Regions from separate parts of the Mus musculus genome. Here region 2 is linked to region 1. The links are chromatin contacts, called in public Micro-C maps. All regions are on one chromosome and are shown on one strand. Each heading gives the region's core, a stretch centred on a gene start, on an enhancer-like site or on the middle of the called end of the contact. The rest is flanking DNA. Distances are from core to core; before and after follow the strand shown.

Region 1 (2,746 bases), core at 178-2,677:
AGAGTAAAGGAAAGACACACTGGCCTTTTTAAAACATGGTAGATCCTCCGCTTACATGGCAAGCATTTTACCACCTGCACCATCTCCTTAGCCACCAGCCCCCCCACACACACATACACATACACATGTTTTCTATCAGCAAGGAAGCTAGGGATAGGGGTGTACTACAACAGAAGTCTGTGTGGTTAGCATGCATAAGGCCCTGCCTAAGGCTTCAATATCCAATACCACTAACAAAACAATACAATGAAAGAAAAGCCAAACTCTAGGAGTGCTATGAGCATGTTGCCTACTTAACATTATCAGAAAAACAATAACTGATAAATAATGAAAATAGGAAGTAATAACATGGAGAGCAGCTATAAGCTGCATGTGGTTTTGTTCCGTATATCCAGGAAGGTTTTCACTTATCAAGTAGTTACACACAAGCAACTTGTAGGCCTCGAGCCTCCGCGCTGTGCCAAGCCAGCCTGAATTTATCCAAGCTCACAGAACCAGGTAACCAGGCTGAGGACTCACTTACACGGAAGAGTTGAATCCATTTGTCTGCCTCCTTCTTTGAGACACTGTAGCCCAGGATTCATGGCAACTCTCCCACCTCGGCCACCACAACTCTGGGTCGTTAAAGCTTAAAGGTAAATTGAAAATCTGCTTTTGTCCTAGACTTTCTATGACACTTACTATTGTCAACTTGGGAGCGTCTGGAGTTCCTAGCAGACAATTATCTGAGGAAAACCGGGAGTTTCTATACTGAATTAAGTTAACATCCTAAATGTGGGTGATGCCACTGCGTAGGGTTAGGGGTCCCACGATTTAATTAAGAGGTGACAGTCGGCTAAAGAGCAGCATCCGTCACCCCACATCCTGGCTGTAAATACAGTGTGACAAGACACCCCCCCCCCCCCCCCGTCACCACATGTCCCCTGCTGTGATGTTCTGTATCCCCTTAAACCGGCAGGCAAGATACACCCTTCTTTGCTAATGATAGTTCTTGTCAAGTTTCAGGGCACAGCAATGGGGAAGGCAGCTGATACACTGTCTCAGGATGGTGGCTCTCCGTCACTAGATGGGGTGAAAGCATCTTTGCCTTTTGTCAGTAGAGGAAAGGTTGTAGGGTGTCTTCCTCCCTCCCTCCAGTGTGTGTGGGAGCACAAACCCACAACCAGGACAGTGTTATTTCTATTTCATATTTTGTTTTTCTATAAACAAACTTTATCTGTGGCCTTGTGGCAGTCAGTCAGTTCCAGGAAATGCACAGCTGACAATGTCATTCCCCTTGAACTGCACATAATATAAAAACAGACTTTAAGTAAATATTTGAATTAGGACAATTACAAAAATTTAACTTTGGGCCAGCCTTTCCGAGCACGTATCGATCACTCCTTCCCAGGGCTGCTGTTTCAATGGGCACGGTGAGTCACACCTGCTCCATTCAGAGGAAGCAGAACGTGACAATGGCTGTGCTGGCAGAGGATGGTTGAGAGCGACTATAACTGGGAGGTTAGGTTCCTGCCACCTGTCTATAAATAGCAGCAGAGCGGCACCCCGTGCTAAACAAGGAGAGAGCAGAGAGGTGCTAACAGCTGACCCTGGAAGGCCAGAACTGGCGGCCATTGGATGCTTTTTCTTGGGAGTTTAACAATGGATTCAGTCCATGAAATGACAGGCTAAGCATGGCTAGTTCTTAATGTCCGCCTGAGACTCTCCAGTTGGCTTACCCCTTCGTGCTTTCCACTGTTAGTAACACACCCGTTTCCGTGAGCTCTCTTGTTAGATAAGGTGGCCTTGCTTGGCCCCAGCTTTGTCAGTTTGTTTTGTATAGACAGTGAGAAAAAAATGTGAATGCTTTGTCATATGGAAGTTACTCAAATGCTCTTTTGTTGTGGTTTTTCTTTTCTGTTGTGGAAACAAACAAACAGCAAGGATGGAAATCTGGGTGGGTTGAAAAGTAAACATTACTAGCCTTTCTATACAGTGCTAATACCATAGATATGCCACCAAAGCATGATGCTTGTAATGAGACCTAGCTCCTAATAACCTAAATGCTATGTTCATATTACCAATTTCTTCATCTCAGAAAATATTATGACAATTATGATATCATCTGTATGGAGATACAGTAGGACAAAGAGTTTGCACAGTTCAATTCCCTTGCTTGTCTTCTCTTCTCTCTCTTCCTTTCTCTGTCTTCCTTTCTTGTCTTTCCTCCCTCCCTCCCTCCCTCCCTCCCTCCCTCCCTCCCTTCTTCCTTCCTTCCTCTTTCTTTCTTTCTTTCTTTCTTTCTTTCTTTCTTTCTCTTTCTTTCTTTCTTTCTTTCTTTCTTTCTTTCTTTCTTTCTTTCTTTCTTTTTTCCTTCCCCCCTCCCTCCCTCCCTCCCTCCCTTCCTTCCTTCCTTCCTTCCTTCCTTCCTTCCTTCCTTCCTTCTTTCCTGTCAGGATCGTAGGCACCGGAGGCTGGCTTTGAACTCTCTATGTGGCTGAAGATGACTGATCTAATTCTCCTGCCTATATGACATACATACCACCACATGAGGTTTGTTCAGTGCAGGGGATGGAACTCAAGGCTTCACACATGCTAGGCAAACAACTGACTCTGTCCCCCACCCTGTTTGATTACCATGAGCAGGGGCTAGATTTCAGATCAGCATCACTAGTAGATTAAAGAACTGCCCATCAGAGCTCTTACTCAGAGGTGACAGTCCTCGCTGGACTCTTGAGAGGCTAGTCTGTGACTTGTGCCTTCTTCT
Region 2 (2,860 bases), core at 86-2,585, 200 kb before region 1:
ATATACACATAAGATTCAGTATGTTTTTCAAAACAGAGTCATCGGTATTTAGGAATGCTAAGGTTCCAGCCAGAGAATGTTACTGGGAATTCTTCAAGAATTCTGAGTGACTAGTTGTTATTTTTTATTTTATTTTTAAAACATTTATGCACAGGTGTGTGTATGTGTGTGTGTGTGTGTGTGTGTGTGAGAGAGAGAGAGAGAGAGAGAGAGAGAGAGTATGAAAACAACTTGTGAGACTCACTTGTCTCTTTCTACCATGTGAATCCTGGAGATTGAATTCAGAGTATTGCTCTGGGCAGCAAGCATCTTTACCGTTTGGGCTATCTCAATGGCCCGTACTTTATTTTAAAAAAGGACTATTATTGTATATATGGAGCATAGGCACACACGCTACAGCCCATGTGAGGAGTTCAGAGAACAACTTTATGGAGCTGGTTCTCGCCTCCCACTGTTCTTTCACATGGACTCTTGAGACCGAACTTAAGTCAGCAGACATGTGTGACAACCACCTTTTACCCACTGAGCAAGTCCCAGCCAGTGTTCATTTTCAAATCCCCAGCTTATAGAACACAGTATCTTCAGGCCACCTTTTATAGGAAACCGAAGCTTCTTAATGACAGCTAGAACAATAGAAGAAAATGCAGCTCTTTCTTTTGATGTGTATTCAGAAGCCCAGAATGCTATGCTCTGATAGACACATCAAGCCTTTTGACACCAAGGCAGGACATTGTCATCGACTAAGGCTATGCTGGAGAATGGTAAAATGGAGTTAGTGAAAACCCTCTCATAGTGCTTTGTGTGAGTTTAACATTTTGCATCAGGCTGACTTTATAGCTATCCTTGACCACAGGCTAGATAGCCCACTAGGCAACATGTACAGCGAGAGTCCCAAACTCTTAAAGCTTCTGGCTTTGCTTAGGAATACACGGGAAAGAGAGAAAGCTTGAGAGAGATGCTGGATACCTCACAGTGCACAAATACAGTTTGCTTGAGCACATTCTCTCTGCTGGCTAATTCTCAAGGGTCATCCTGCTTAAACCATTTATTATACCTAATGGTCATAGTTCGTCTTCTTGTGAACAGAGGAAGAGACCCTTCTTGTGAGAATTTTCTCTGTTCTAATGGTCAAACCTGACAGGTGGGTCTGAATGTCCATATATTCATGACAACACAGGGCAGAAGTGACTATCAAAGGGACCATAGTATGAAAAGTCAATGGCTGAGAAATGAGGCATTTGAGGGAGACTGCTGCAATGCCAAGGATTACTCACTAGATGGCAAACGTAGTTTGAGTTGGGAAGAATACAGAGAAAATGTGAACAGCCCTGGTTACTGCCTTGGTTAGGCGACAAGGCACAGTCTTTAAATGGTAAACAGGACACAGGAGAAGAACAGGAAGCCCTGAGCTACTTTCCCACAGTCCACATTTAAAAGACTGCATGAACCCAAGTGGACACTTAACTAAAGTATATTCCTGTGAGACGTCCCATAGTCATTCCAGTGATGTCCACAGTACCCCACCCACGTGCTAATAAAGCAAGTCAGCTGAGCTCCTAGCCAGGATGGAAGCACTTCTAGGTCACCTTGTTCATTGGAGCTGCCTGGCTCTGCAGTCAGAACCGGGTCTCATCTGCCTCTTCTTTCCCAGACCGTGGCCAGGAAGTGACCCATAAGCTCTGTGTCTTGCTCATTCATGACAAGCTCATGACCTGGGCTGAGGGCTGACCTGCTCCAACACACTGGGTGGAGGTTCACATAGCTTTCTATTTGGGGCAGCCTTCAGTAGAGAACCCATGCTTTCAGTGTGCTCTGTTGGCTGGGAGGATGGGGTTGGAGTCAGATTAAAAGAACATTTCAGCAAAAAGTAGGTCAAACTATACTTGATATTTTTCTTAATTATATTTCATTTGAATTTTCATTATGGTAAATATATAAAATGTAAAATTGGGCATTCTGTCCACTGTGAGAGTCTTCATCATTAACTGTGGTCCTAATTTTACATGATGCCTTCCATATTCAAAGCTTTTCATCATCATCACAGATAGAATTCGCTTCATTCCTACCCCCCAGCTTTCATCCCCCACCTCCCACTCCCTAGAGTCCCTGGCTATCTCTAGTTTACTCTACCTGGATTTTGCATATATGAGGAATCACATGAGGCTTGTCCTTTTTGGTCTAACTTGTTTTCCTTAACACACTACCCTCAAGGTTCACCCATACCGTGGCATGCTTCACAGCTCCTTCAGCTTTGTGGCTGAATATTCTTCTGTATTGTGTGTACACGTTCATCTGCTAGTGGACTGTTGGGTTGCTTTGCCTCGTGGATGTTGGGAATAAAGCTGTTATCAGTGTTGCATTATTAGCCCTCTGAGTTCGAGGCCAGCTTGGTCTACAGGGGGAGTGTCAGGATAACTAGGGCTACACAGATAAACCCTGTCTCAGAAAATAAACAAACACAGGTTTTTTTTTAATTAAAAAAAAAAAAAAAAAAGAGTGAGCGAGTGAAAATTGTTTTTTCATCCTAAGCAGAATTCTAGAGGAACTAGAACAAGCCCCTTCCCACTTCCTTTCTATTTATTTTATATGATTTCTAAAATATATTTATTTGTGTGTGTATAAGATTTTGTGCATATGTGTGAACGCACATGTATGTGCCTACATATGTGTATGGAAGCCAGAGCCTAACTCACGTGTCCCCTTCAGCACCTGTCCACATGGTCATTAAGACAGAGTCTCGCTGACTTGGAACTTCCCAGTTGGAGGAGGCCAGCCAGTGATCCCAGCGATTCAGCTGTTCGAGGCCCCAGCACGGGGATCATAAGTTTATACTGCCATGGCCAGCCTTTACCTATAGATT

The links. Hi-C and Micro-C count contacts between places; a contact is called where the count stands out from the background.
Region 2: a contact with region 1 is called in a Micro-C map of granulosa cells, with 4 times the contacts expected there. The contact joins two enhancer-like sites. A contact is called at or near these places in 8 of 39 promoter capture datasets (HPC-7-derived erythroid cells, embryonic stem cells, hippocampal neurons and 2 more), 1 of 15 datasets of contacts at CTCF or cohesin (embryonic stem cells), 19 of 484 Hi-C or Micro-C datasets (embryonic stem cells, granulosa cells and ventricular fibroblasts), 2 of 115 datasets of contacts at active chromatin or transcription factors (embryonic stem cells and heart atrium) and 1 of 9 other capture datasets (embryonic stem cells).

What each region holds. Positions count from the first base shown.
Region 1 is chr3:27,903,857-27,906,602 of GRCm38.p6, reverse strand. No RefSeq gene overlaps it. Among named protein-coding and RNA genes, the nearest start is that of Gm42195, 5.0 kb to the right of the region's middle. Within about 2 kb of position 1,427, at least 30 of the 459 cell types and tissues checked have an H3K27ac peak or open chromatin away from gene starts, as enhancers often do. A contact at or near this core is called in granulosa cells and heart atrium, where this site is marked.
Region 2 is chr3:28,106,361-28,109,220 of GRCm38.p6, reverse strand. The region is part of intron 21 of Pld1 (phospholipase D1); the gene reads right to left. Among named protein-coding and RNA genes, the nearest start is that of Gm42196, 69 kb to the left of the region's middle. Within about 2 kb of position 1,335, at least 33 of the 459 cell types and tissues checked have an H3K27ac peak or open chromatin away from gene starts, as enhancers often do. A contact at or near this core is called in granulosa cells and heart atrium, where this site is marked.